Linked DNA regions of Mus musculus: region 2 is linked to region 1. Evidence: chromatin contacts called from public ChIA-PET data. All regions are on one chromosome and are shown on one strand. Each heading gives the region's core, a stretch centred on a gene start, on an enhancer-like site or on the middle of the called end of the contact. The rest is flanking DNA. Distances are from core to core; before and after follow the strand shown.

The links. ChIA-PET counts read pairs in DNA pulled down with a chosen protein or histone mark.
Region 2: an RNA polymerase II ChIA-PET map of memory CD8 T cells shows a contact between it and region 1, with 9 read pairs. The contact joins two enhancer-like sites. A contact is called at or near these places in 1 of 39 promoter capture datasets (pre-B cells), 1 of 484 Hi-C or Micro-C datasets (nephron progenitors), 1 of 115 datasets of contacts at active chromatin or transcription factors (memory CD8 T cells) and 2 of 9 other capture datasets (liver and pancreatic islet).

What each region holds. Positions count from the first base shown.
Region 1 is chr6:38,667,507-38,672,223 of GRCm38.p6, reverse strand. All of the region lies in intron 1 of Clec2l (C-type lectin domain family 2, member L), which reads right to left. Among named protein-coding and RNA genes, the nearest start is that of Clec2l, 6.8 kb to the right of the region's middle. Within about 2 kb of position 2,398, at least 16 of the 459 cell types and tissues checked have an H3K27ac peak or open chromatin away from gene starts, as enhancers often do. A contact at or near this core is called in memory CD8 T cells, where this site is marked.
Region 2 is chr6:38,806,778-38,811,494 of GRCm38.p6, reverse strand. All of the region lies in intron 2 of Hipk2 (homeodomain interacting protein kinase 2), which reads left to right. Among named protein-coding and RNA genes, the nearest start is that of Hipk2, 67 kb to the left of the region's middle. Within about 2 kb of position 1,879, at least 127 of the 459 cell types and tissues checked have an H3K27ac peak or open chromatin away from gene starts, as enhancers often do. A contact at or near this core is called in memory CD8 T cells, where this site is marked.

The DNA.
Region 1 (4,717 bases), core at 1,149-3,648:
ACAGTTTTATCTTTTTTTTTTTTTTTTTTTTTTTGAGACAGGGTTTCTCTATGGAGTCCTAGCTGTCCTAGAACTTACTCTGTGGACCAGAGTGGCCTTGAACTCATAAGGATCTGCCTTCCTCTGCCACCCAAAGACTAGGATTAAAGGTATATGCTGCCACTGACTGACCTAACATTTTTTATCTTAATAAATGAAGCCTTTTAGAACTAAAACATAGGGCCTCTTTTTTTTGGGGGGGTGGTGGTTTTTTGAGACAGGGTTTCTCTGTATAGCCCTGGCTGTCTTGGAACTCACTATGTAGATCAGGCTGGCCCACGGTATTATGATATGTAGATTTGCATTGTGGTATGTATCTTATGATCATTGAATTCGCCATTTTAACCATTTTAAGTGCTCAATGAATAGCATTAAGTAGCCAGGCTATCCCCACTATTGTTTGCAAACCTTTCACCTCTATAAGCAAAGGCTCCATACCCACTAAACAGTAACTCCCCTGCCCATGTCCTCGTCACCATTACTCTGCTCTGTCCCTGCCCACTTGCCTGTCCTGCTGATTTCACGAGTGTAATCTCACATTTCTTCTTTGGTACCAGACCCACTTCACTTAGCATGTTTTCATGACTCATCCATGCCGTCGCATGTAACAGAACCACTCTCCTTTCTGTGGTTCATTATCTCATTATATGGTCTATCTATCTGCAACAGTCAGCTTTAACATGACACAGGCTAAATCGCCTGGGGAGAGCGTTTCAGTGAGGGATTGTCTAGATCCAGTTGGGCATGTCTGTGCTCATCACTGGGAGAAGAGCCATTGCCCTGTGGGTGGCACTCTTCCCTGCTTCGGGCCCTGCTTCAATCATACAGGAGTGGAGAGGGTACGCTAAGCAGTAAACATGCATGCATCTATTTCTCTCTGCCCTTGACTGTGGATGTGATCAGCTGCTTCAAGCTCTGGCCTTGACTTCCCTGCTATGATGCACTAGAGCCTGAGCCGTGAGCTAAAATAGAGTTTTCACCAGGAGTTATGGCAGACTTTGTCTGTCTGTCTGTCTCTCTCTCTCTCTCTCTCTCTCTCTCTCTCTCTCTGTGTGTGTGTGTGTGTGTGTGTGTAGTTAGTAACTGCAGGGGCCAGAAGACGGTGAATAACATACATGGTGGACAAATCTGTTGGAGCCCTGGCTTCCAGTTCTTTGGGAGTACAGGCCTAGAGCAGAACTGCTGCATAGTAATTCTGTATAAAGATTTGAGGAATCGGGGCTGGTGAGATGGCTCAGCGGGTAAGAGCACCCGACTGCTCTTCCGAAGGTCCTGAGTTCAAATCCCAGCAACCACATGGTGGCTCACAACCATCCCTAACGAGATCTGACTCCCTCTTCTGGTGTGTCTGAAGACAGCTACAGTGTACTTACATATAATAAATAAATTTAAAAAAAAAGATTTGAGGAATCACCAAACTGTTTGCCACAGTGATTGCAACATTTTACATTTCTGTACTGGCTAGTTTTGTATCAACTTGACACAGATAAAGTTATCACAGAGAAAGGAGCTTCAGTTGGGGAAATGCCACCATGAGATCCAGCTGTAAGGCATTTCCTCAATTAGTGATCAAGGGGGAAAGGCCCCTTATGGGTGGGACCATCTCTGGGCTGGTAGTCTTGGTTCTATAAGAGAGCAGGCTGAGCAAGCCAGGGAAGCAAGCCAGTAAAGAACATCTCTCCATGGCCTCTGCAGTAGCTTCCTGACCTGTTTGAGTTCCAGTTCTGACTTCCTTTGGTGATGAACAGCAGTATGGAAATGTAAGCTGAATAAACCCTTTCCTCTCCAATTTGCTTCTTGGTCATGATGTTTGTGCAGGAATAGAAACCCTGACTAAGACAATTTCTATCAGCAATACTGCAGGGGTGCAGTTTTCCCATGTGCTAGCACCCACTGGTTTCCCTTTTCCCATTACTGTCTACATATTGTTACAGTTATCTGTAAAGTACTTGGAGGTATGGGTGCCTCTTATAAACTTTTTGGCTTGGCATTTTCTACTGTCTTGACCATTAAATGTACAGGTACATTGGTGGGCCTCACATTGGTGCTTATGAATCAGCATATGAATATAGGGAGGAAATTGCATTCAATCCAAAGCAACTGACTCGAAGATGTGGCATCTGGACCCTTCTGACCTGCTCTGGTCTGACAGGTCGCCAGCTGCCAGCCTGCCTGGAGTCTCCCTGAACCAGTGGCCTGAGAGTTTCTCTACCAGATTCTGTGTTGGTTTCTTCTTCTTCCTCTCCCATGTCTGCTCTTTTGTAGTTTGCTCCTTCGTCTTGATAAAGCAAATATCTCAGTGCCTGCCCCCAGAGGAAGTGCAACAGGGGCAGAGAGATGACTGTGTGGTGAAGGGTGTGAACTATTCTTACAGAAGACTTGAATTCAGTTTCAGCACCCACGTCAGGTGACTCGCAGCCACCAGTAACTCCAGATCCAGGTCCAACTCCCTCTTCTGGCCTCTGCAGATACTGCATGCACGTGTGTGTGTGTGTGTGTGTGTGTGTGTGTGTGTGTGTGTGTGTGTGCATGCGTGCACGCCATAACTCCAAACAAATTTTATTAATCCCCATGATGAATAGTACCCTGGGCTAAGCATTATAGATTGGAAATCATTCTTCAGAACTTTGACACAAACACTTCTTTTGGGAGGCCTAGTTCTCTGTTCTCATCATGAGACATTTTCTTTCAACCTCTTAATTTGCTTCTATCCAAGAATTCCATTTCGAATGTCACAGTTGTTGGTCATAGATATTTCTGCCTACTCTAGTGGGCAACTGATAGTCCCCTTCAACCTGGACATTCATATCCTTCAGTGCCAGAAAGAAAAATTAATTATATTATTATTTCTTCTCTTTCATTCTCCGATTTCCTTCTGAAAATCTGTCTTCAAATGTTTGAGATCTTGGATTGGTCGTCCTCTTTCTTTTTTCCCTCCTCCTCTTCCTCTCTTCTTCCCCTCTTTCCCCCTCCCTCCTTCTTGTCTCTTTACCTCTTTGGCTTATTCCTGGGAAGATTTCTTCAGTTCCACCCTCTTACTCTCTTACCGGGATTTTCTTTTCTATAAGATAATTTGAGGCGTCTGGGGCTCACTCTAGCTGTGCCATGGCTGTCCTCTCTTAAAGCAATCTGTTCTTGTTGTAATGGCGTAGTGCTTTTTTCTGAACATACTGCCGAGAGTTATTTGACAGGAGGAGAGGGAAGAATGTCTGTCCTCCCCCACAGAGTCCGAGCTTCTTTCAAAATGCTTATTCTGATTCCTGGAGGTGCTTGTATTGTTCACACTAAGGCAGGGGGACTCAGGAGTTCACTGGAGCCTGAGTTCACTGTAGGAGCACAGCAGAGGTCAACACTAAGCTCCTCTGGGGCCTATGCTGGGTTCCTCTGCACGCTACACTGGGCTATATCAGGATCCAACAGTACTTTCCTCCAGGGGTCTACACTTATTTCTTCCAGAAATCGACCAATGGGGTCCTCACTAGGATCTTCTAGGAGGCTACAATGGATTCAGCTTGACACCTATTTGGGGCTCCACCAGGGTTTACACTGTATTCCTCCTATGCTGGGACCCACTAGAGGCCTAGAAGGCTTCTCTAAGAGTCTTCATTAAGCTCCTCCAGGGATCTATACTCAATTCCATTAGGAGCCTATGCTGGGCTCCATCGGAAGTCTACACTGGGTTTCTCCAGACTATGCTGGGTTCCTCTCAGGGACTAAGTCACATCTCTCAGGGGAGTCTATGCTGAGTTCTGCTGGGGTCTATACTAGGTTCCTTCAGGGGAGTACACTGAGTTCTTCCAGGGGTCTATGCTAGGATTCTCCGCTAGAGTTCTTCAGGGGTCTATGCTAGGATTCTCCGCTAGAGTTCTTCAGGGGTCTATGCTGGAGTCTGCACTGGATTCCTTGAGTGGTCTACACTGGTTTCCTGTAGGGTCCAACCTGAGCTACAGCCAGAAACTCTGGCTGTGTACACTGGGAGAGTGGGTGGGTGGCTTCAGGCAGTTCGAGGGCAGAGGCTCCTGGAACCAGGAGCTCTGGCTCAGTGCTATGCTGTCCTCAAAGTAGACTCAGCCCAGTCCTTGACTCCTGGAACTACGCAACGCCACAGTGGAGAGCACAGGGCTATGCATGCCTCCTCCTCACCTTTCAAACCTGTGTACCGAGGACGTACAGTGTGTGAGTTACGTACTGAGGACAAGGACACAGCATCTGAAACCATGTCCCAGGCTTCTCTGCTCCATTCGGGGTATGGACACATAACGAAGTTACCGAGCATCTATTCTGTTCCACGTTCTTCATCTCAGAATAAACCTCTCAGGTTTTTATGAGGTATCAATGTCCACAAGGCCTTCCCTATCTGCAGGGCCATATCGGCACACTCAACCAACTCCAGATCGAGATGAGTAAAACGCATCAGCCCTGAGCACGTACAGATTTTCATATCATGTTGCTCTTCCTTCAACAGTACAGAATGGCAACTAAGGAGCATTTCCATTATGTTTGATATTAGAGTGAATCTAGAGACCTCGAAGCATATAAGATGTGAGCAGATTCCATGCACATATGCTATTTAGACTCAATATTTGAGTATTCTTGGGTCTCGGAGTCTGATGAAGGTTCTAGGTCCTGGCGACCTGTGGCTGCTGAGGAAGGAGCTATGTCTCTGACATGGTGAGTT
Region 2 (4,717 bases), core at 630-3,129, 140 kb before region 1:
CTTTCAGGAATTACTAATTCATGCTCATAACTACTTGGTAATTTCCAGGGTAGCCTGCATGTATTTGAGTAGCTCTATGCTGCAACCTTGCCAAAAACAAGAGAGTAAGGGCTTGTGCATGCTCATAAGTACTGACTTACACATAGCACAGTGAAGCCCATACACAATATGCAGTTATGGGTGTGCTTGTGAGAAAGGGTGGCATTAACTCTTTCTGCAGGGATGCTGATGTGCATTGCCAGAGAATGCTTGCAGGTGAGCACACATTTAAGGAAGGACACATGTATATGTTCAAGACAGAAGTGACCATCCACCTCAGAAAACAGAAGCCTTCCAAGTGTCTGTGGGGTCTGAGGGCCCAGATACAGACGTTGTGTCAGTGTCCTGGAAACTCAGCTCAGCTTTCTGCCTTGTAGGGCTGCCAGCTGCATGCCTTTAAGCCTAAAGATGGGAGGGATAGAACCACTCATGGACTCAAGTTATAGATTAGTTTTCAAAATGAGCTCTAGAGACCCTGCCACTCCTCAGTCTCTCGTGATGCTTGTTAGAAACTGGAGACATCTGCCATGCCAAGCCAGGTTAATAGGCAGGTGTTCTGGGAGGAGAGCAGAAACAGGCATTGGTCAAGTTTCACAGCCAATCCTCTCCTCCTCCTCCTCCTCCTCCTCCTCCTCCTCCTCCTCCTCCTCCTCCTCCTCCTCCTCCTCTTCCTCCTCCTCTTCCTCCTCTTCTTCCTTCCCCTCCTTTTCCTCCTCCTCCTCTCCCTCCTCTTCTTCCTCTTCCTCTTCTTCCTCCTCTCTGTTCACTCCCTCTTCTCCCTGCACCACCCCCTTCCTTTTTTTCTGGTGATCAGACTTGGGGCCTTGGGCATGGTGCCTAGGATTCTATTAATCAGCACCCCCATCCCCCCAACTTCTAATTTTGTGATGGTGTCTCATTAAGTGGCTCAGTTTGGCCTATCTACCAGACTAGCTTAGCCTCAAGCTTACAATCCTCTGGCTTCAGCCTCCTGAGTAGTAGAAATACAGGCCTGTGCCTGGCTGCTTTTCCTCTTCACACATTTTAACCCAGTATTGACATTCAGAAGGCTGTTGACAAGTTGTAGCTGTCAGATGTAAAGTTTGTAGATAAAGATCCACCAGTGAGACTGGAGTCTGTATGTGCATCACAGTCACTTCTAAAGTTTCCTTCTACCTTCTTTGTCGTCATGGTCACACTTTGTGTATGTGCTGCATGTGGTTTGGGCTTTAATCTATCTCACACAGTATGAAGAGTGTCCCCTGTCAAGATTAGAGAAGGGGTCACAGGTGGCAGTCTGGCCTTGAGCTGTTGATCTTTCTTATAAGCGATTTGTAGCTCCTCTGAGGGTCCATTTGTTAAACGTCTTGTGATTAAATCTCTAAAACTCAGGGGTGGGTGTGGGCCTGAGCACCAGAGGCTTTCCACGGAGATCTCTGCCCAGGCCTAGTGGGAGAGTTCCGGCGAAGGGAAGCGAGTGTGGGCAGGGAGGTGGAGTCTCTGCCCTGCCTTCCAGATCACTGGTAACTGCACTGAGTTGGGTTGGGCTGGGCTGAGAGGCTGACTATCCAGTGAGGAGTGCAGCGGAGCCTCAGGCTTCAGGAGAGCCGATCTCTTCCCAAGTGTTACAGCTCTTGGAACAAAGGACTCAGACAACAGAGTAGTTCTCGAACACCTTTAATTCTCTGGATGGATTTATATACAGTTTTGGGGGTAATTCAGGGTTCTACAACAGGTACCTCTAATTGGCTTGGACTGAGAGTTTGGGGGAAACCTTATTTGCATGTGGGAAGGCTTGGTGCTGCTCCTACATGACTCATAGCCACACACCTCTCCTGCAAGGGGGGGGGGGCGGCGCTGTGGGGATGTGGGACTATAAGGTAGTTGTTGAGTGTGGTGGGAGAGGTCATGAGGGTTGGCAGACTGAGGGGGTGGATGATTCAGAGGAGGATGTTTGGAATGAGGTAGGAATAAGAAAGCAGATGCCCAGCAGAGGAGATAGTACTGTATGTGACTTTAGTATAATTTCAGTAGATAAGAGATCTCCTGTTGATAGCTCCAGGTCACTCTCCATGGCCCCAGCTGTGATGGGGGCCATAATTCCCATTCAGGCATTGTACAAGCAATTTTTTTTATTTCCAAGTATGTGCCAGGCACTGTGTTTTGTGCTGACCTTTCAAGACATGAGTAGGAGTACCCTCAGCTATGCAAGGACGGTCTCTAACCTGAAGTGGGATGAGCTCCCTGGTCCCACTCCTCTCTCTGAATAAACTGAGGAGTGGCTTGTGCTGCCCTCCAGTCACTTTTCCCATTCTCTCAGGTGTTTGGGGCCACTATGTCAAGTCTACCCCACGGCAGCAAGTCTCTGCTGCCCTCAGTCCCTTCTAGCTCACCACTCTGCCAGATAGGGTGCATGGTAACTCTTCTCTGTCCCCATCAGCTGCTGCCTCACATGGAGTTGTCAAGGAGGGTAACTGAGAACAAACAAGCCAAGCATAGCTTGTGCTTCATAGGGGAATCAGTGTTTTGGGGGTACCCGTGGTACTAGATAAAAGCTGAGAGGGTGACATTAAGGAACCATTTTCTTTGTTTGGGTTCCCATTAGCAGACCCCTAAACAAACAGAGGTTTGTGTTCAGGTGGTCTCTTTGGTAGGTGGTCCAAGAATCAGGAATAAGGGCTAGCAGGATGATGCTGACCAGCATAAGTGTTATTAGGAACTAGAAGCTGGAAGCATATAGGACTCCATCCCCTGTAAGAAGCTGCACAGAGCCTTCTCGAGCAGAGCATAGAAAAAGCAGGAGTCCCTAAGATTAGAGCTGCTTTTGTCCCTTTAACTTGACTGCACTCTTTGGAGATGAGTGTGTGTGAAGACTAAATGGGCTTTAGTGTTCCTGGGGGTTGCTACAAGGCAGTTAAGCACAGTGAATACTGAAGCCAAAGTATACAAAGCTGAGATGGTGTAATCCACACCCCATGTGAGCTGCAGCACTGTGTCTGTGCTATTGGCTACTGTGTTCCCCACCAATCACATGGCTGGTATTCATAAGTGGAAAGGGATTTAAGGAAAATGCTTTTGTAGGCAGATTTAAGAATTGTAGACTAAAGCCGGGCGTGGTGGCACACGCCTTAGATCCCAGCACTTGGGAGGCAGAGGCAGGTGAATTTCTGAGTTCGAGGTCAGCCTGGTCTACAGAGTGAGTTCCAGGACAGCTAGGGCTATACAGAGAAACCCTGTTTCGAAAAACCAAAAACCAAAAAAAAAAAAAAAAAAAAAAAAAAAAAAATATTGTAGACTAAGAATTCAAAACGGAGTTCTGTGCTGTTTTGTGGGGGAGATGAGGACTTGAAGCTAATGCATCCATCTACCTACCTTCACTTAACCCCTATAGCTTTCCTCTAGGAATAGTGTGGGTCTGGGTTCTGAGGTGGCCTACAGAGGTGCTCAGGCGGAGAGGTAGGCCCACATGTGGAGCACAGGGCAGTCAGGGAAATGATGAAGGCTGATGGCTGATGGAGGTCAGCCACTTTATTTCCAAAGTCTCTCCATTCATGAATAATGCAGGTTGAAGCTAGCACTCCCTGTCACTCATTTGTGGAGAAGGATGGCTACTGGAGTGGGGTCCTGGCAATGGTAGTAGCTTCCTATGCTTCCATAATATAACTCTCTGTTATGTACCAGACGTCCTTGCTGGCCAAGCTCTGTGTTACCCCCTCAGACAAGTCCTTCCTTTTTAACAAGTCTTGACTCCATATCATTCGGCTTTTCTCTGAGCTCTGGATCACAGGGACCCAACTTCAGCCTCCTGGAGAGTCATATACACCACACACACACACACACACACACACACACACACACACACACACACACACACACTCTTCTGTGCTGCTCAGACTTCAGTTAAAACCTGAAGTCAGTAGTCCAAAACTTTAACCAGCCAGTTTCCCAAAGTCATCATGCATCTGCTTTGTCCTATGTAGAAAGCTGGAGAGGACTACCCCAGGGGTAACAGGCAAAGCCTGACTAGTGCTACTGAAGGAGCTAGAGCTGGTGCTCGGGCCCCAAGACCTCTTGTTTCTTTTCTGGTTTGGGGACTATATGGATATGCTGCTCAGGCACCCTCTAATCTTGTCTTCAGGCGAGAAAGCTGAGTGAACAAAGACTTCCTGGAGAGAACAGAGCTCATCCTAGGCTGCTCTGAGGGCCTGGGACAGAGGAAGTACTCATAAATGCTAGCTGCTATTTTAATCTGCGGCTGTTAGCACTGTTGTCAGGACTTTTGTCATTGTTGCTATATGTAGCAGACAGACCTGGGCTTGGATTCCGGATCTACTACTTTATGGCTGTGTGACTTCAGGCAAGTTTCCAAATCTTTCTCAGGCTTTATTTCTTTTAAGACAGGAACCTGAGTAATTCATGATGTTGTCATGAGAAACAAAGGAGACAACTCCATGGGTGCAACTCAGCTACTGGTCATAGTACCCATTCTTTCCCAGGTTCCTTAAGTCTTCTTGTCATAGATTGCATGGATGTGTCTGATCTGGCATGGTTAGCAATTACAAGTTGTCCCACCCACCAAGCATCAGGCATCATGCACTACTTACTTCCCTTCCATCTCTAGCACTGCAATCGGGAGGTGTTGAAGGAGCAAGCCTGCAGGTCAGGGATATGGCTAATGGCTTCTCTCCTGTACCAGATT